Linked DNA regions of Mus musculus: all the other regions are linked to region 2. Evidence: chromatin contacts called from public Hi-C, HiChIP or PLAC-seq and promoter capture Hi-C data. All regions are on one chromosome and are shown on one strand. The core of a region is the stretch at or near the end of the contact, and the rest is flanking DNA. Distances in the headings are between cores, read along the strand shown.

Region 1 (4,894 bases), core at 640-3,139, 550 kb after region 2:
ATCAACGTGAGCGCACTGCCTCGGTTGCAGTGTAAGCAACGTGAAGCAAACACAATCCACACAGAATGACTACACACGGCTGAGGTAAGGAAGGACAAGTCTGTGCCAAGCCAGCATCCGGCATCCTCAGTTAGGATGTGCACAGCTTGCCCACTGGAAGGAAGAGCACACAGTTGCTGCCTCTAGCAGTTGGCCGGTGATTCTGCCAGACCAGTCCTATGTGGAACATGGCAGCAGCTTTGTTGTCTGCTAATATAATTCTTGCACTCGACTGTTGGTCCTATGTGCCCTAGAATTATGGATCTGGAGGAACTTTGAGAGTTCACAAATCTCTTTAGGGGCCTTTTCCAACAAGGGATCAGTTAGAAATAAGGAATAATTAGGAGGGTAGAATCCGTAAAATATAAAAGTACAAGCATTATTTCATATGACCCTTCAAAACTTCTGAATGTCAACACAAACACTGTTCAACATTCCCTAATCAGAAAAATATGTTGGATGAACTTACAGTTTCCAGTAATTGCTGGTTCTCGTCCCAGCCGAAACTGGGAAGTGAAACAGATCAAATGCCAAATAGCCCTAAGGTTGAAATTATTTCATTTGCTAAAGGAATGGCAGGGGACAAGAAGAGGGTGTCCCAATGCTTCAGGGAGTGATTTGGTCCAGTACAACTATGCAAAGTGATTTTATCAAGTCTATTAAGATGAGGGAGTTCAGTTTTCAAATGGGCTCTTATTGCTTTTATCATTGTTCTCTGACAAAGTCTTCCTTACGTTCTGGTGGAGAATTTTATCACCATCAGTGGAAGACCGGTTCTGCATAGGCAGAAATAGCGACTGCATACCTATTCCTTCACCAAGATGCCCTAGCTTCCCCCAGAAGCCAATCTCACTTCCCAGTTTGGATTTGATGTCATTGTGATATATGGAAATACAAGCTCTTGTCTACAGAAGCCAAAATAAGTAACAGAATATTATGGGATGGTATGAACAACTCATTCGAGATTCCCTTTTTAAAAAAAAAAAGGAAATTCAGTTTTCTTGATCTAAACTATCAAATGAAGTTACTATGAATGTTTACGTATTGCTAAACAGATAGATAATATATACATATATGAGTTGTACCTTATACAGGTTTTACTTTTAATCCAAGAGAGTCCTCATCCATAAGGAATACTTAAATAAAAAAATGGTTTGTGTTGGGGAGGAGTTGGAGAGATGCCCTCACCTGGCTAAAAACAGTCCCCCTAAGCATCTGTTTTAATCTTCCAACAGCTTTTGTTGACAGAACCAGGGAACGCTTCCAGCGTGCGTGCAATCACTGGTTAGAGGTGGAGGTCACATACTTCCCTCTTTTGCAGAGCCCCAGGACCCAGTGAAACAAGCACCACAAAGCTTGCTAGAAGCTTCATCCGCCTTAAGATTAAGGGCCCTTAATCACTAGTATCACCATGAAAAAAATCCCACAAACCTAGAGCAATTTCTGTTCTGAAACGGCATCTGAGATGATTTTAAGCAAGCTTATTTTTCTGGTATTTCATGATACAGCCAGAAAAGACTCATCTCCTATGTTTAGGATACCTAATTTGCTGGCCTTTCCCAGCCCTTTAAAACCTCTGAGATGATACAAAAAGATTAAGCAAGCAAACAAACTCAGCTATGGAAAATTTAAGTAGGGATGAACCATCTGTTTCCCATCAGATCGATGGTCACAGTCAAAGCCTACGGCCTTAAGGCAGAAGTAGTTTCTGTTGTCAAGTGTGGTAGTATTGCTGTAAAACTTGGAGCAAGACAGTGGGACAGACATTACTGCAAGGTGTGGGAGCAGCGTCTACTCAGTCAAGGAGAACAGGACTCAGCCGTAGCAGTGGGTTTTCTAGCCCAGGTTATCCTGGGTGGAAGCCTTTCATTCCATTTCACTGCTTCTGGGTACCAGCTATCCCAGAGTACCTTCCTATTTCCTCCCAGGGAGCCACCTAGCTAAGATGGACTCTCTGTGGGTCCTTTATAGCACTGTATATCATGTTGTGGTGTCAGCCCTAGTTGCTGCCATCAGTACTTCCGTGTCTCTCCTACTCACTAAGAGGGATACTGGAATTCAGAGATAATGACAGAGCCTCATGGACAAGTCTTATGAACGTGAGCCTGAGTGAACCAGAGGAGATCTGGCTGGCGGGGCTGGGGTTCCAAGTCTAAGGCCCTGTTCTATTAGTACTGGTTAAGCCCCTATTCCATCAGTACTGGTTAAACTCCTGTTCCATTAGTACCGTTTGGCTAGCCCCTGTTCCATCAGTACCAGTTAAGCCCCTGATCCATCAGTACCGGTTGGCCATTGTTCAGAAGGTCCTCCTTGAAGCGAAGCTTCCGTTCCAGGTCTTGGATGACAGCATCCTTTGTGCCTTGAATCTCCTCATCAGAGGCAATTCTAGCAGTTCTACTGGACTTCTTTGGGAACCCCCTGCACAACAAAGGCATAAGTATAGTTAACTGCTGGGCATACACACAAGTCCAAGTCAGCCTTCAAGTTCAACGAAGCATAGATAGATGGCCTTCATAGTGTATCCTTTTAAAGCATCTACAACTACTCATATGAAGAGAAGGTGCTTTCAGGAGTTCAGGAAACACTAACTGGAACCTGGTCTTGAGGAAGGTTCGGACACCCATAGGGGAGCATATTCAGTGGCTAGGTAAATGCCACAGACAGAAACTACCTGTGTTTCAATCCTAGGGAGTAGCAACATGAAATGAAAATCTGATGTGTCTTCCTATGAGGCTTAAACAGACTCAGCCTTGATCTTGGGCAAGCTTCTTAAAGTTGCTTAAAAATACACATAAAAATATATAAAGATGAATGCAACGTGTGAATGTTGAGAGGACTTAAAAAGGACAAATTTCTCTTATGATTTTAAAAATTTTCTGGTCCTTCATAATTCAATGTATCCAATGACAAGGCTATAAGCCTCATTATAAGCAATACAGGAGTAGCATCATTTGCCAGGTATATCTGGGGGTCAGAATCTAGGGATGTAGCCTAGTCGGTAGAGTGCTTGCCTAGCATGCATAAAAACCTGAGTTCTATACTCAGCAGAGGGAAAAGACTGGGTGTTCTGTAATTGCCGCTATCCCAGCACTAGGAGGTTGGAGGTCAGGAAGGTAGGAGTTCAAAGTCATTGTTGGCTACATAGCAAGTTCAAAGCCAGCTCGGGCCATGCAATACTTTGTCTAAAAATGGTGAAAATCCTTCATTGTGTCTTATATATTTTATATGTCTATAAGGGGCATTCTACATAGAATTCTTAGTGTGCCTGCCTTTTGACCATGACCCATCACAGGAGATTTCTCCCTTCCAGTATCATGTGAATGCTCAAAACAGTGTGCATTTGAAAAGGGTTTCAGAAATTGGATTTTCACATTAGGGATATTCAACTCGAGTCACATTTGTTACATCCCCTTCTGTCTCCACGAGTCCTATTTGACTAGTGCAAGTCTGTGTTATAAGACCTTTGGAGTGATTTTACACAAGAGGGCTATGACAGGCATTACAATGGATGGTAAGCCTTAAATCTGGACTTCTGCAGTAGGTCACACTGTAAGTATCAGCAGCAAGACTTTTCTTTCCAAGGGCTACAGCAATTCCCCCACTGTGCACCAGGGGGCACCAATGCTGCGTGTTGGATAGGTGTGGACCCCTGCTGGTGTCTTAAGTAAACTGCTTCCTATTTCTCTGCCTCTTCCCTGATTACCTCAGTGGGTGGAAATCAATGAAAGAGGAAAAACTATGTAAATGGAAAATGAATAGCCCATCACTACCCTATTCAACAGAGTTGAATTTTGGCGTTCACAAAAAAAAAAAAAAAAAAAAAAAAGCAAGAAAGCAAGTCACAGAAGGATGCATATAGTACTACTACGTATAAAGTATAAAGAGGCAAAAGCTAAAATCTGGTGCACTCTGAGTGAACAGACCAAGGGGTCACCATGACCCAGAGGAGCTATTAGTGACAGATCGGCAACATCATTCCAAACCCGATTCAGAAGAAGCAGAAACTGGGCTGGAGCCCAGCAGTCTGTATTTAATAACTTCTCTGGGTGATTCTGAGACATGTGAAGGTTGGATAAACAGACTCGGGGAAACATAGACATGGGGAAAGCCATAAAAGAAGAGAACTCTCAACTCAGATGCTCAGGGTAGTGGTTAGCTTCGGGGAGTGTTAGTGTTCGCAGCTGCTGAAGGATTTCAGAGGTACAAGAAATGGGTGTTTGCTATTGCATATGCCAGAAAGGTTTTGCTGAAGGGACCCTGTTATAGCTGTCTCGTATGAGGCTATGCCAGTGCCTGACAAATATAGAAGTGGATGCTCACAGTCATCTATAAGATGGAACACAGAGCCCCCAATGGAGAGGCTAGAGAAAGCACCCAAGGAGCTGAAGGGATCTGCAACCCTATAGTTGGAACAACAATATGAACTAACCCCAGAGCTCATGTCTCTAGCTGCATATGTAGCAGAAGATGGCCTAGTCAGCCATCACTGGGAAGAGAGGCCCCTTGGTATTGCAAACTTTATATGCCCAGTACAGGGGAATTCCAGGGCCAAGAAGCGGGAGTGGGTGGGTAGGGGAGCAGGGCGGAGGGAGGGTATAGGGAACTTTTGGGATAGCATTTAAAATGTATATAAAGAAAATATCTAATAAGTAAATAAATAAATAAAAAGGAAAAAGAAATGGTTGTTTGGATATATCTCGTTAGGCAGGATATTTCTAAATAATAATAGAAAGCTTACTGTAAAGGTATCAAAGCATCATCCACCGACACCATTATTGACCATGTAAAGAAGTAACGGGCTTACCAACTTTTGATTTCTTATTGATCTGTTTAACCCTGCTGGGAAGCACGTAAG
Region 2 (5,226 bases), core at 2,650-5,149:
AGACATGGGAAGCAAATGTGGGAGGGAAAGAAGGAGGAAGCAGTATAATTTTATTTCAATTAAAAACATTTTTAAGAATACAATATGGTGAGAAACAAGTGGGTTTTAGTACATACATATCACAAAATTTTTTTGCAAGTGTATTTGTGTGTGGCATGTGTGTTTGGATCTATGGGCACATGTAGAGGGGGTGTGCATTAATGTGTACATGTAGAGGCACAAAGATGGCATTGAATATCTTACTCAATTGCTCTCTGCTTTATCAAGGGAAGGTCTCTCAGTATGTATAGACTTCACCAATTCTGGCCAGCTTACCCATGAATCTCCTGTCTCTGCTGGGGTACAGGCAACCAACAGGCCTATCCAATCTTTTTACATGGGTTCTAGAGATCTGAACTACAGTTGTTTACAGCAGACATTTTATCTGTTAAGGCTCTGCCCCGATCTGCTGACCATGGAATCCTCATATTGACAGGAGTTTGATGTTTTTTAGAGAGATGTTCAGGATCTACTGTTAAATTATGTGTGTATGATATACCATAAAGAAATTTGTGTATCATAACCCACTTTAAAACATTAGTACTAATATGCATACATACATGAGTATTCTTTATTACATAGAAATATTTTTTAAGAATTTGGAGATACATCATATTTCAAGGACAACTTCTCTCTTTTTTTTAAATATTTAGTTATTTTATTTTTATAAGTACACTGTATCTGTCTTCAGACACACCAGAAGAGTGGATTGGATCACATACAGATGCTTGTGAGCCACAATGGGGTTGCTAGGAATTGAATTCAGGACCTCTGTAAGAGTAGTCAGTGCTCTTAACCGCTGAGCCATTTCTCCAGCCCCAAAATATTTTTGTATTCTAAAGACTACTAGATTGTTCCAAGGACCAAAACTACTTTCTTTAAAAAGAAGATTCCACTAGCATACTTAAGACTAAAAAATATTTGTGTTGTAAAAATCAAACATTAAATAGTACAGGGACGTATAAACCTGGTGATTTCCCTTTCTAGTCTCTTCTTTTCCTCAAACTACGTCAGCATAACAGTTGAAATAACAGTCAGTAAAAAAAGATCCTGTTTAGCTTTTGAGTATTTCATTGTTTAAATATATTGTGATCTAAACAGTTTTTTGTAGACAATTACATTGGTTCTAAGTTATCTGGTTATAAACAATAAACGTACATTTCATATGTTCCTCTTTGGCTCCATTTTTCAAGATGTAAAATTCTACAGTCAAAGAGTGTACACATTGACAACATGCTTTTAGAAAGACTAGCAATTTATATTCCCATCAATAGCTGGACCACTGCCTAAAGCATTATCTTCAGATATAACTGAGTAGCCATTCTTCTTTTTTTCCTTTTTTTTATTACGTATTTTCTTCAATTACATTTCCAATGCTATCCCAAAAGCCCCCCCCCCCCCGACTCCCCTACCCACCCATTCCCATTTTTTGGCCCTGGCATTCCCCTGTACTGGGGCATATAACGTTTGCCTGACCAATGGGCCTCTCTTTCCAGTGATGGCCGACTAGGTCATCTTTTGATACATATGCAGCTAGAGTCAAGAGCTCTGGGGTACTGGTTAGTTCATAATGTTGTTCCTCCGATAGGATTGCAGATCTCTTTAGCTCCTTGGATACTTTCTCTAGCTCCTCCATTGGGGGCCCTGTGATCCATCCAATAGTTGACTGTGAGCATCCACTTCTGTGTTTGCTAGGCCCCGGCCTAGTCTCACAAGGGACAGCTATATCACCGTCCTTGCAACAAAAGCTTGCTAGTGTACGCAATGGTGTCATCGCTTGGAGGCTAATTATGGGATGGATCCCTGGATATCGCAGTCTCTAGATGGACCATCCTTTTGTCTCAGCTCCAAACTTTGTCTCTGTAACTCCTTCCATGGGTGATTGTTTCCAATTCTAAGAATGAGCAAAGTGTCCACACTTTGGTCTTTGTTCTTCTTCAGTTTCATATGTTTTACATATTGTACCTTATATCTCGCTATACTAAGTTTCTGGGTTAATATCCACTTATCAGTGCGTAGCCATTCTTTACGCAAGCAGCAAAAAAGTATTTGCTTAGATTAGCAGGTCGCAGTGATGCCCCCTCACTTTGCTGGATAGGGTTATGTGGGCAGAACTAGAGTTGTACATAGAAAAATTCCTGCCAGGTGGAGTTGGATGGAGCTAAAGATTAGAATTAAAAACATATGGGAAATAAGTCTCTTGTAGTTTCCTGGAGATTGAAGAGCTGAATCACGATGGGCGTGGTGGCGCACGCCTTTAATCCCAGCACTCTGGAGGCAGACGCAGGCGGATTTCTGAGTTCGAGGCCAGCCTGGTCTACAAAGTGATTTCCAGGACAGCCAGGACTATACAGAGAAACAAACAAACAAAAACCAAACAAACAAGAGCTGACTCTCAACATTTGTTTAATGTACTAGCTTAGGTAACTTGCAGTGTCACCATCTGGCAAAGAAGCCCTTAATCTGTCCATTTCCAAGCTGGAAAGAATTATAAGCTCCTGAACCTAGAAAAGTCGATTTGGGTGTGTGGGATGGGGAAAGGATGGAAAAGAGAAATCAACTGTCTACAGATCTTAGGCAAGGTCTATGCAGCCTCGGTAGTGTTCCATTCACACGAATGGAACAATGTGGACAGCAACTATGGCTGTATACAAAGACACTATCCTCTTCCTGCCTCAAGTATGGACTTCTAGAGTGCCATCCTCTAGCTCACTGAGTAGAGCTACTCGGGATGACACCAGGCTTGTTCTCAACTGTTTCAATTCCTGCATCGAATGATTTTTAGTCTACTGTACATCGTCAGTCCCTTCAGTATAAAGTGTATATACAGTAAACATAAAGGTGTAGGACACTGTAATGTAACTTTGTATTCTAAAAATTAAAGATAAAACTGCTTCGTTTAAGTTCACGAAGTAACTGTGGATATGTGCATAAGTTCAGGTCCCGGTGCTTGCAGAAGATGCTCCTGAAGTTGTTACAGGTGAGTTAACCAGACCAAGGTTTGCGTCCCAGAACCCTGGTCTTCTGTCTTCAGAGATGAGCTGTTTGAGCCATCCCTTAAAATAACTTTTTAAAGGGCATTGTACTTAAAGAAAAATTACTTGTAAATATTTGGCATCCTCAGTTAAGTAATGAGCGCTCAAATTAAAAGTACCTTATCTGTGTACCGTGTGGGAAAAAGTTGTTAATATGCTCTCTTCAGTCTGAGTCAGATTCCTGAGCGAAATTCCCGCCTTCACTCAGCCTAATTCTTTCCGGTTTTACTTTATTCTACCGACACCCGTCTTTCACATGCTCCTTTGAGCTTGGAGTACCTCACGCTCTCCCTTTGGTGCTTGGAGTTTTTAACTCTTGAAGTTGCTCCAGTCTCCACCTCCCCGCCCCCAGTCCCCGGTGCTTGCACCAATGCACTTGCCCAGTCCTTTCTCTAGTCCCAGTACTTCCTAGCTCTTTTGGCCCAAACATATTCCAATGGCCCCGCCCCTTGACGATGCCCCGCCCCATTCCCCCGTCCCCGATTCTGCCCTACCCATCCCCGGCTTGCTACGCTCCGCTCCCAAACCGCCCTTTTTAGCTTTTACCTACCACAGGCCCCCCACTCACTGCACCCTCTCCCTAGCCTCTCTCTCCTCTAGGCCGGCCTCTGGTCCTTCACGCTCCCCGCTAGCTCAGCTGCTGGCTGAGAGCCGGGTCCCACTAGCTTTCCTATTCCGTAACCCCGCCCTTCCCCGGAGCCCCGCCCCATCACTCTTAGTCCAGCCCCGCCCCGCACGTACAGTCCGTTCGCTTCGCCTGGCCCCGCCCCCCGCAGATCCCGGCTCCTCCCCTGCAGCGCCACAAGTCGGCTCCTGCGCGCTGACGTCACACGCCAGCGACAGTGACGCGAGGGCCGTTCCCCTCTCCTCAGCAGTAGCTCTATGGTTTCAGGGCGGCAACGTGCAGCGTCCTTACCTTGAGCCTGTGCAGTTGCCCTCACCCCGGAATCCATAGTCACTGTGACGAGGCGGGAGGACTTGGGCGACAGGTAGCCTCCCAGTCCCACACGCTGCGGGTCCGCGCCTGGCCAAGCCACCTCGACCTGTGAAGTTGGGGGCGGTACCCAGCAACTCCCCCTGTGCAGCCGCCGTTTCCAAGGGGTCAGGAACCGCTGTGTTTGTTTCGTCCGCGTAGCCAGGGCGGGTCGCGGAGTACTGTGCCTGACCCGACGGTGGCAAGTCTGACGCGTCAGCCAGAGACCGGTGCCCGGTGTAGGAGTCGCAGCCTGGGCTGTGAGCGGCTGCTGGGTAGACAGACTTGCTTTCTCTTACAGCATGTCATTTCCAAAATGCATCGTGGTGCTTCTGCCTTAAGTCCTATAGGAAGACACTGCCGCCACTAGACCGGTGCTTATGGTCGCCACTGTTATTCTGACTCAGGTCCCGTGTCATTGAGGTGAGTTGCGCGTGGGAAAGCAGTGACAGGCAGACAAGCAGAATGGTGAACTCACCGGGAGTGAGGAGACCTGTATAGATCTGTGGAGTGCATGGATACTCGCCTTAAGTGTTTGCGCCTAAAGCACCTTCTCCTTAAGTTGTTAATGGGGAGGACTTGTGTATGGCTCAAGGCAATTCTTTGGTATTCTAAAAAGATAACGCTCTCTTAAGAGACGATAAACTAATCTAAGTAGATGATAAGTCACTTAAATAGATTAGATTAGATGCCTGTATATTTTAATGAGAAAAATAGCAGTTAACTGGTTACCCTAAAGCTTTCCATGGTTTGACACAATTTCCACGTGTAAAGTATTAAAAGTTTTGCCACTTTAATAATTCAGTGTAACTTTGGGAAGGGGTCTTGGGGATTGGATGACAGGAACTCATTTTTGCTAGGCAGGTGATCTGCCACTGAGTTATATACCCTGCCCAATGTTTTATTCTTCCCTGTAAGATCTCCCTAGAAGCAGAAATATTTTTACTGCCTACATAAATCACATCGGAAATGTTTGTGAAGGCTTAAAAGCCCTAGTCCATCTGAGCTTTCACGGTGATGGGCTTTGCTTATGCTGCAGTAAGTGGAGGTGATGGGCAGCAGCCAGATGGAAAAAGAAGCAGTTCTTTGTTTCTAGTTTCTAGGATCTAGAGGTCTACATTTAAAATGGCCTCTTGTTCTGGTGAAACCAGAGTAACAGATTTTGTGGGGAAACTGGTT
Region 3 (5,368 bases), core at 1,102-3,601, 710 kb after region 2:
TATGGAATGCTGGTGGAGGCCAGAAGAGGGCACTGTAACTGCTGGGAACAGACGTTACAAATGGATATGAGCCATTGTGTGATAGGCAGGAGACAAAGCAGGCTTTTCTGCAAAAACAGCAATTGTTCTTAACCTTCACTTGTTTTGAAATAGGCTCTCTCACAACACAACACAACACAACACAACACAACACAACACAACACAAGGGAAACATTTGGAAGTTAAAAAAAAAACCCTCACACTTCATTTTGTTAGGTATGTTCAACTTTGCTTAAATACAAATATGTCTTAAAATAGACTTTTTTGTTTTGATTTTTTAATTTATACTCTGTCCAACTCATAAAAGCAGTCATGTGACTAGTCACATTTATGGGGTTTTTGTTGTTCTTGTTTAAAAAGCTATGATCATGAGTTTTTATTTAATACTGCATAACAAGTGTAGAGTTCCCAAAGTGGAATGTATTAGTGTTTCACTGGGACAATGAAAGGAATGTTTCCAGTTGTTGTGGTAAATATGATGGTGGCGAACGTCTCAGAGACCAGGGGAAGTTTGTCTTCTTTTTAATAGTTCCCAGCTACATCTTTTTCTTACATTGACAAATTTTCTCAAAATATTTCTCTGCCAAGGTACACTTGCTTTTAGCAGATGCTGTTATTATGGTTGGGATGGGGGATTCTCTTGTCTTAAAATACTTTCAGATATAATTAAAGGGAGGAGAAAAATGAGGAATTCGGCAAACATGATAAGGAAAATCTTGTGTGCACTGTCAAGCCGTTGAGCTGAAGATGAGCGCCTTGCATGTCCTTAGCCTTCAGCTAGGACACCACGGTACCACCACACTCATCCAAGAGACATTCAAGCAAGTTCTACAGGACTGGAGCATCCAGAACAAATTTTATTAAGTAACTCATGATTGAACTTTTATTTGTTAAAGCAAAACAAGCTGTAACTGGAGTACTAAGACTGTCTATGGGAGGGGTCGTGAGGGAATGGGGCAGCGGTGGGAGTTGTTTCCATTAGCTTTTTTCATCTGAACTTACTTGTTGGCAGAATAACCTGACTGTTTTCTTTTCCTTTTTGGTGTGTGTGTGTGTGTGTGTGTGTGTGTGTGTGTGTGTATGTATATGTGTGTGTGTGTATGCATCTGTGTGATCTGTGTGTTTGTTAGTATGGGCATGTGCATGTCTGTAGAAAGTAGAGGTTGACATTGGATATCTTTCCTTGATTACTATTATTTGATTATTTATTTATTTATTTATTTATTTATTTATTTATTTTTAAAATTATTTACCTTCATTTTACATGTATCAGGGTTTGGCTTGCACCTAAGTGCACCATGTGTGTGAAATGACTGTGGAGGCCAGCAGAGGGCACTGTAACTACTGGAACAGAAGTTACAAATGGCTATGAGCTGCTATGTGAGCCAAACCAGTGTCTTCAGCAAGGACACCGAGTGCTTTTAGCCCTTGCATCCTTACCTACTCCTGCTACCCTTAGGTTTTTTTGAAACAGACTCTCTCACCAAATCTCATGGACTTGGCTGGGCTAATTGAGCAGTGGAGTTTAGGAATCCATCTTTTTCTGCCCTGCCCAGCCCATCAATGAGTGACAGTCACCATGCTGGCCTTTACTTTTTATATGCATTGTGTGACACACAGACGTTCCATACACTGGGGACCTAGCAAGTTTACACAAAGACATATCACAAGTAAAACACAAAGCGGTCTCTTTCCACATCGTGGAAAGTGACAGCAGTTTTTGAAGTGGTAGCCCCCACACTGAATGGGGTGGCATGCTCTAGTTGTAACTCAGAACCACTAGGTCAATTCCAGTCCTTCCCGAAGGATGTTAAGAATCAACCTTTCAACTTCCAGTTCTAAATGAAGAACACTCTGCTCTTAACGACCTGATACTCAGATGTGACAGGCTCAGGGGCAGGACAGTATCATGCCCTGTTATAGCTAACTGGGAACCTTAAAATTCTCAGGCAAGGGTCAGGGCAGGGCCATAGCTCCCAAGGCACGTTTGGCAGGATCCGCTTGCCGCCGCAGCAGAAGCATGAACAGCAGAACAGCAGAAACAGGAAAACGACATGTTTTTCTAACCTCTGTGAAGAAATAGTGGACTGTGTCTTTGCTGATGGGAAAAATACAAAAGAAAACAATCTTGGGGGTGGGGTGGGGGTGCACACTATGAGATACCTGGACACACAGTTTTTTTGGTCCGTGGGGACTCATAAATATACAAGAGGTCAAAGGCAGAGGAGAAGTCAGCCCCCACACTCTTGGATAACAGAGCACTTGGGTGAGGTCAGATGACCTGGTAATGAAGAGAGCTCCCAGGACACGCTGACTTTCTTCAAGCTTATGGAACAGTAAAAGTTTATGGCTTCAGCAGTAGACAGCAATGCCTCAAGGCTCACTCTGTCATTCCACTAAAGCCCTCAGTCAGGCACATTCTAAGCTATGCTGTCTTCTTTAAAAAAAAAAATCAGTTATTTTATTTATTTATATCCCAAATGCTACCCCCTCCTAGTTTCCCCCCTCAAAGAGTTCTTCCATCTCCCTTCTCCCTCTCTTTCACCTCTGAGAGGGTGCCCCCTCAAGTGTCCCCCCCACCCTGGAGTATCAAGTCTCTACAGGATTAGGTGCTCTCAAAGACTGGGTGACCAACCAAAGAGCCATGGAGTCTTACAGTGTGTTTTGGTCAGCAAAAGCCTAGCCTGCCGCAAATTTCTCTGTTCTACTGGATCGTCAGAAAGTTTTCCTTTTGGATCACGAGTCTGAGAATAAAACACTGTATTTGAAAAAGCCGTCTGTCGCCAAGCCCAATGCGCTTGTCTGAGCAGCATGGTTTACTAATAAAGACGAGGAAGGTTGCAGTGCACAGACCCTGTGATAAAGAAGACATTGTTTTCAAGATGGTTTTGTGTTTCTGAGGAACTGCAAATACATCATTTAGTGTGGTGTGTGGCTTTCGAATAGAGACAAAGACTCCCTGAAAACCAAAAGATACATTACCCCCCAATAGCAGAAAACTCTTACCGGGTTCAGCTGTCGATCTGGGTTCTGTTTATGTGAGAAAGGGAAAAGAAGGGGGGATAGCATTAGAACAGGGCCTCAGCGACAACTAACCCCTTTGCTCCCGCTGCTTTGCTTAGGCTACATGTGCAGAAATGTCACGGACCACCTCTGTATAGGAAGGCAGCAGCCACTCAGCTTTTATTTCCATGCGTACAGAAACACTGTGCACTGGGAAGTGTGACCCAGTGCAGTTCCTGACAACTTGGGAACCTCTTAAAATGATTTGTCCAACGATGTGAGTAGGTGGGACTTTTTCATTCTAAAGAAAAGGCCTACGGATCTCATCCACTTCAAAGGAGTGCCTGTGGTTTGTTGGTTGGTTTGTTTTATTCTTCCATAAAAATGAGGTAGACCAATTCTTTTGTGTATTTCACAAGTAGCATTTTGGAAGAGGTTGTGGGGCAAATTTCAGCATTAAGGGCTAACCCTATGAATATCTTGAACCAAAAAGAACATGTACTCTGGCCCTTTTAATGCAGGGAGAGTCCTACCATTTAACAAACAATGCAGGAGAAGTTTGAGGGCATGGCTGAAAGAAATCAGTATTTTACTTAGGCATTTCAGCTGAGAAGCTTCCTAGCACCACATGACCACACTATTGTTACCAAGAATCTGTACAGAAGGCTGAACTAGGGAGATGGCACACACATTGGCGTTTGATCTGTAGAGGAGCAACCACAGAAGGTCTTTTGATCTCACATTTACAAGGAGATGTGAGGAAGGGGAGGGGACAGAGAGGTGTTGCGTTACATTCATTTATTCCCTGCGCATTTTGGACTATCTAGTCTCATTCCACATTGAGAATACAAAACAGCTCATGTAAGTCCTTTTTAGTTCTCTTGAAATCAGAGAAAACCCAACCAAAACTTGGGACAACGGACACCTCTCCTTACTTTTCTGGAGAATTCTGAAGTCCGGAGAGTCTTGGATCTCACTTCCTTGCCGGAACCACTGGACCTGCAGCGGGGGTGCCCCTCGGACTCTGCATTCCAGCACCACCACCTGGCCCTCGGAGGCTGCTGTGTTCTGTAGTTCCTGAAATTCAAGAAGCAAGTGACCCTCTCAGACTTCACGCCTCCTTAAATCACCTCACAATAGGGAAGAAAGATGCCAAACCTTAGACAAAACCCCAGAGGAACAAAACATCCACAAAGGGGTTATCAGAAAAGAATCGCTGCAGTCTCAGGCAGGGGTGAATTCCTTTAAATCCATTGGTCACCAGCTTTTCACAATCTCTGGGTCATGAGATCAGACAGGTTTACCATAAGGCCTGTGGCACCTTTGGGGCTGTTTACAGATTTGTACGGCCCCTTTCTTGTTTGTGGGATTTGATGGTAACAGCTGCCGCTTTCCTTTATCTACATTTAGAAGCAAGCTGGCGGAATGCAAGGCTTCCAAACAATTATATTCCAAATGACTACAGATACTCAGGGAAGCCAGATTAGGAGAAAAGACTCATTTGTTTTGGCAGGCTCCCACCCTTTCACGTGCTCCCTGTCACCCCTGCCTTACCAGCTTCCTACATCAGGTTCACGAAGCTAAGAGATTTGGCATTTTTTCATTTCAAGATTCTGAGTTGAATAATACAACCCGCTGCAGGGCTGCAGGGCTGCAGGGCTGCACTTTTTCCTTATTGACCTTGGCTTCCGCCTCTCTTACTAACTTGTCTTTACCCAACTCCAACTGCAGGCTAATACATTTTTATGATGCAGAAGATAAGTTAATTTAACTTTATGGATGCAAAGGGGTGAAGTTTTTGTACTTGTTATTAAATGCCAGAATGCTAACAATTTCCTTACATATGTCCTCTCCCTACCTTCCCCCGTTGAGATTAACTAGTGATAGGAGCTATTCACTCATTCAGACTCTTTAATAATTTGACCAGACTTAGGCTTCCTAGATTTACATACCCTATAAGGTGTGTCAGTCCTTTGAAATAATTAAGTACGATTTAAAAAAACAAAAACAAAACCAAAAAAACCCTTACCTATAAACAAGCTAATGGACAGACTTCAACAGGAAGTGTGTGGACTTTGGGCAGTTTTGTTTTGTTTTGTTTTGTGTTTTAAGGGTCTGGGGGAGTAACAGTGAGTCACAAATCTTACAGCAAACGGGAAAAAGTAAAAGTAGTATGTGATTTAGCAAATGTTCCTTGCGTAGGGTGTGTGCTAAAGCACTGTGCATAGTCTAAAAGCCTATAGTATTTTCCTATCAATTATTAAAGTAGAAGAATGATGTCTGGATTTGGACAGTAAGGAGAATGTGTGTGTGTGTGTGTGTGTGT
Region 4 (4,835 bases), core at 1,056-3,555, 580 kb after region 2:
GGGCATATAAAGTTTGCGTGTCCAATGGGCCTCTCTTTCCAGTGATGGCCTACTAGGCCATCTTTTGATACATATGCAGCTAGAGTCAAGAGCTCCGGGGTACTGGTTAGTTCATAATGTTGTTGTACCTACAGGGTTGCAGATCTCTTTAGCTCCTTGGATACTTTCTCTAGCTCCTCCATTGGGGGCCCTGTGATCCATCCAATAGCTGACTGTGAACATCCACTTTTGTGTTTGCTAGGCCCTGGCCTAGTCTCACAAGAGACAGCTATATCAGGGTCCTTTCAGCAAACGCTTGCTAGTGTATGCAATGGTGTCATCGTTTGGAGGCTAATTATGGGATGGATCCCTGGATATGGCAGTCTCTAGATGGTCCATCCTTTCATCTCAGCTCCAAACTTTGTCTCTGTAACTCCTTCCATGGGTGATTGTTTCCAATTCTAGGAAGGGGCAAAGTGTCCACACTTTGGTCTAAATTCTTTAACTTGGCCCAAAAGTTAAAGTGGTACCTGGGTATGGCCTCTTCTCATTCCTAAGTTTTCCTCATAGCTTCAATGGTACTCTTTGATATTTGATTCTCCCATCTTAACGGCTTGGTCTACCTACCATTCATTCTGCAGCTGTCAGTTTAAACCTCACTTCATGGCCTGCCCTCGGAGTTCCTGGACATATTCCATGTATCTGCCTCCCAAACACTCCGTATATACACCTTTATCTGTCTGCGATAATCCCATGCTTATAGACCCTTCAGGGCTTCCTCTATCTTCAGTAAAATGAGATGAAAGAAGTGGCATTAATACTAGAAATGTATGTGAACAAGGGTATTCTAGAGATAATCTAGGGTCAGGTCTACACATTGAATGTACTTGAGTGTAGCTCTTCTTAGACTACTCCAATAAAAATAACTTATATGAGGGTTTTTTTTTTAAGGCTAAGAGATCTATGGGGGAAAAGGAGGTGAATTTGTATTCATTCATGAAAAATATTGACAACTCTTTCCAGCAGAAAGAAAAAATATAGCATGAGATCCTCTCAAAAGTTTCCACAGCACTTCTCTTCTGGTTGTTCACCTGGGAATGACTTCTCTCTTTACCTGCCTAAGTGATCCCTTCTGGTCTCCCTAGACACCCAAATTTCTGAAAACCAATTTATGGACCCTCAGAGTTGACTCACTTCACATTTTTCTGCAAAGCTTAATCGTGAACAATGACTATAACCAAAACAACCGAGGCAAGAGGAAAGATACTTCCTGCACAGAGCCCACCATCTGATGAGCTCAGTGCATAGGCTTTCCACTCACTACTACCTCCAAAACTTAAGTAGGTCAGGTGACAGGCACTTAATTCAACTACCTAAAAGCCCTCCAAACAGACTAAATCGATCATCATGGCTCAAGGCAAAGTTTAGGAAGTATTGCTAAATAACTCAAACTTCAAGGTCAAAGAACAAGTATGAACACTCACAAATACTAGGAGCTTTGGAGCTAGCTCCCTCCTCACTGCTGATTTGCATTCGTCCCTCTTGCCCACCCCTCTTCAGTCAACCTAGGATATGGATGGAGCTTTTACTACATACTTGGTCTAGGTTCAGTGCTAAAGAACCTAGCCACCATTCACAGCGTCATCTCTGCAACCAAACTATGCACCATTTGTACAGACCAGATGGCCGGGGAGAAGGGTGCTGTGTCCTTTCTGTTTCACTAGTCTTCCTGCACCTCATACTTAGGAAGCCAGTCCAGTGTCAGCAAAGTTACATGCTTGTGTGAGAAAGCTGGGCTTCCGTGGACCTTGTGTTTTAGAGCCCTCTCCTTCTTTGTCCCTAACATCGAGCTGTCGCCTCATTTTCTAGGAAGCCTTAGCACACTTCCAAGAGAACTGAAGTGCCAGGCTGGCTCAGCATGATTTTGTTTGCTGGATGACAGCTACTTGTTAGTTGTTACTGATGTTAACTGCGTGCTTGTCAGATGAGGGTAAGAGGGGTTTCTGAGGCTCTAACTTCAAGGGGCTCTGATAAGTTATGCATTAAAGTGCTGGGGTGGGTTTTCCAACAAAAACAAATGTGTAGGGGAGCAAGAAAATGAACTCACAAGAGACTGAACTGGCACCCCAACCTACCAACTGACTTTATTTTTGCCTCTTTCATTCATTTTACATATGTAGGTCACTTCTGATTTATTGGAGAGAGAGATTGATTGCTTCTGAAGACAGAGAAAATAAAAGTCAGACTATGGGTTCACAGTCCCTAAACAAATACAGGTACAATGGGCAGGTTTCAGATAGCCAGGAAAGGAAGAGAGAGTCCACAGAGACACAGGCAGAGTGGGGCACGGTAGGATGTGACGCATCGGATGTAATCTGGCTGACAACGGCCTCTCTGTGCTTCAGTGACACATGGGCCAGATTCATTGACTCAGCGTTAGGTACACAGGGTCTGAGGACCCTTCCTATTAAGTGGGAGTCAGAAGTACCTGCGATTTCCCACATCATTCTGCTGCTCCCCAGTCAGACCCAGAAGACAGACTCAGACTAAGATGAGAAGTCACAGTGTAAGCAATTGTATGCCTCAAAAGGGGATGGGCTTTCCCAGCACCGGCCTGGGGTTTTCCAAGCTTTCCAACTATGCTGGGAATGTGAAGAATTGCCATCTTTAGAGGAACTTTGAAAGCAGTTTGAGGAGGGTAGGCTCAGACATACTATTAACCCACTTGAGAGACAAAGAACTGGGTTCTTCCTGGCTTAGCTTGTCTTGGGCAGTAAGAACGGAGAGAGAAAGTTGGTTCCCTACTTTCAGGAGCTGGGCTACAGAAGTCAGGCTTCCCTCACTGAAGTGGAAGACAAGCTCACCCCACTCAGGGTCTGGCGGATGGATGGTTTAACTCTCAGGAACCAGGCAAAATATGTCTCCTGGCTTTAGAGTCAGACACTGCTTTGCCTGTTTGTCATCAAATCCTTTGTTTCTTGGTACTCTGCAAGAATGAGGGAGGACCAGGGCTGGGGTGATGGCTCCCTGGGTATAGTGCTTGCTGTATAAGCATTAGGACTTCATTTGGAACACCTAGAACCCAGACAAAAACAAAAACAAAAACAAAAACAAAAACAAAAACAAAAAAAGCTGGGAGTAGCATGGTGCACTGGAAGAGGGAGACAGGCGGGTCCAGGGGACTCACTGGCCAGTTGGTCTAGTCAATTAGTAATCTCAAGATTCAGTGAGAGAGCCTCTCTCAAAAAATATGGTAGAAAGTGATAGAGGAAGAAGCAAAAGACAATCACAACCCCTGTCCTCTGTGTACCTGTGTACCTGCACCAGCATTTACATACATACACAGAAAATACACACCCTGAAAATTGCCACATGTCAAAATATTTACTCTCCCCCACTTTTTATTCCCTAACTAAGTCATCCAGAGCATACTACAGAGGACCTTCTGCAGCTCGAGTTGAAATGATGAAGAGAGTCTGATCCGGCATCTTTGAGAAGCCGATCGCAAACACTGCAAACACCGCAAACACCCCAAGCACGGGACCCAGGCTTGAATCTGAAAGCTGTCAGGTACACAATGGGCATGTGGCAGTCTGGAGCCCAGTTACAGCTCAGTTCTCCAAGGGGCAGTCTTATCTCTTCCTCTGATGTTATCACTTGCCAAGGAAAGCTCAGACAAAAGTCAACTGTTGCGCCCAGTTGGAATGTCACTGTGTTCAGGAATGTCCCAGTGGAACAGGGCTCATTTATATTCAGATGGGAGGTACCCTCTTGGTAAGAACGGGAGTCACTAAAAATTCTCACACCCTCCAGGAAAACTTGCCAAATAACTTCTTCCCAGCTCCATTAACAACACTTAGTGCTCTTCACGCGCCTTTTGAGCTATGCTCATTTGTGTCTGCTTGAACTTACACACTAATTATAAAAGGTGGCCCAGACCATGTATGTCTTGAATTGTCGATTTCTTTCTGAAATAAGAGCTCTAGGTACTTTTTGATCCTGGTGGGATAGGAAGACAAGTCCACCCAGAAAGCCGAGTCTGCTCCTCACTTGCAAAAGGCTTCCATTTAATAATTCTTTGGTATGAAATATGTCTTGCTAGTCCAAGCCTTTCCTTACTACTATTTAAGGCATAGCGTCAAAGTACATTCCAGATTCAAGGTCTAAATTCTAGCAATGCTTAGGTGCAGAATTCCAGCTAGCATGACTTGAGGTCATGACCAGTCACACCCTGACTTCCTGCTTTTGACGTTTCCTCCCTTCACATGCTGAGTGTCCTCTCATTTTCCTCAAATTAGTTTTGCATCCGTGGTTTCCAAAGGCTGTTGGAAAGCTGATCTATGCCTAAACTTGTGGGCCATTTTTTTTTTTTTTTTTTTTGGCCAGGTTGCAAGTCTGTGCCTAATAGCTCTTGACAGTAGCTCTAGTTTCTAGCTGTTGACAACCCAGATCAATGTGTTGCTCCCCACAGCTTACCCACAGTTCAGAGCCCTCAAGCACAGGCCCTAATACCAGTCAGAGTAGCTGGCTCCTGGCACAAAAATGAGCTTAGAGACTGTGTGGGGAGAATCTATCGGGTTTTTGGTCCCCCAACCCAACCCCAAGGATTTGCTTTACAGTCTCTTGCTTCTCTAGACTCCATTTCTTTGCAAGTAAAAGGAATCTTCAGGCTAAATTCTAGCTTGGAGATCCCGAGAAACTGGTGTAGCAATGCGAGTAATAACCCGAGCTCGATGTGGTGGCTTACTCCTAAATTCTAGCACTCAGGGAGCCGAGGCAGGTGGATCTCTGGGACTTCTAGGCCAGAATGGTCTACACAGCAAGTTCCAGGCCAGCCAGGCTTACTTAGTAGCCCT

Evidence for each region. Promoter capture Hi-C pulls out the DNA fragments that hold promoters and counts their contacts. Hi-C and Micro-C count contacts between places; a contact is called where the count stands out from the background. HiChIP or PLAC-seq counts read pairs in DNA pulled down with a chosen protein or histone mark.
Region 1: a contact with region 2 is called in a promoter capture Hi-C map of pre-B cells. The contact joins the enhancer-like site here to the promoter of Nek1 in region 2. A contact is called at or near these places in 8 of 39 promoter capture datasets (cranial neural crest, embryonic stem cells, frontonasal cranial neural crest and 5 more), 1 of 484 Hi-C or Micro-C datasets (embryonic stem cells), 14 of 115 datasets of contacts at active chromatin or transcription factors (astrocytes, bone marrow-derived macrophages, craniofacial prominence and 7 more) and 2 of 9 other capture datasets (embryonic stem cells and macrophages).
Region 3: a contact with region 2 is called in a Hi-C map of uterus, with 3 times the contacts expected there. The contact joins the enhancer-like site here to the promoter of Nek1 in region 2. A contact is called at or near these places in 2 of 39 promoter capture datasets (liver and neural stem cells), 1 of 484 Hi-C or Micro-C datasets (uterus) and 4 of 115 datasets of contacts at active chromatin or transcription factors (astrocytes, embryonic stem cells and trophoblast stem cells).
Region 4: a contact with region 2 is called in an H3K27ac HiChIP or PLAC-seq map of extraembryonic endoderm stem cells. The contact joins the enhancer-like site here to the promoter of Nek1 in region 2. A contact is called at or near these places in 1 of 39 promoter capture datasets (embryonic stem cells), 6 of 115 datasets of contacts at active chromatin or transcription factors (astrocytes, bone marrow-derived dendritic cells, embryonic stem cells and 3 more) and 2 of 9 other capture datasets (adipose tissue and liver).

The regions. Positions count from the first base shown.
Region 1 is chr8:61,536,367-61,541,260 of GRCm38.p6, forward strand. It overlaps Palld (palladin, cytoskeletal associated protein), which reads right to left. Exons shown (of 22, transcript NM_001293772.2): 12 at 2,322-2,457. Among named protein-coding and RNA genes, the nearest start is that of Cbr4, 51 kb to the left of the region's middle. Within about 2 kb of position 1,890, at least 8 of the 459 cell types and tissues checked have an H3K27ac peak or open chromatin away from gene starts, as enhancers often do.
Region 2 is chr8:60,989,294-60,994,519 of GRCm38.p6, forward strand. It overlaps Nek1 (NIMA (never in mitosis gene a)-related expressed kinase 1), which reads left to right and starts at 3,900. Exons shown (of 33, transcript NM_175089.4): 1 at 3,900-4,470.
Region 3 is chr8:61,699,125-61,704,492 of GRCm38.p6, forward strand. It overlaps Palld (palladin, cytoskeletal associated protein), which reads right to left. Exons shown (of 22, transcript NM_001293772.2): 7 at 3,978-4,119; 8 at 3,046-3,069. Among named protein-coding and RNA genes, the nearest start is that of Gm51576, 16 kb to the left of the region's middle. Within about 2 kb of position 2,352, at least 10 of the 459 cell types and tissues checked have an H3K27ac peak or open chromatin away from gene starts, as enhancers often do. A contact at or near this core is called in uterus, where this site is marked.
Region 4 is chr8:61,571,081-61,575,915 of GRCm38.p6, forward strand. All of the region lies in intron 10 of Palld (palladin, cytoskeletal associated protein), which reads right to left. Among named protein-coding and RNA genes, the nearest start is that of Gm35254, 47 kb to the right of the region's middle. Within about 2 kb of position 2,306, at least 60 of the 459 cell types and tissues checked have an H3K27ac peak or open chromatin away from gene starts, as enhancers often do. A contact at or near this core is called in adipose tissue, astrocytes, extraembryonic endoderm stem cells and 2 more, where this site is marked.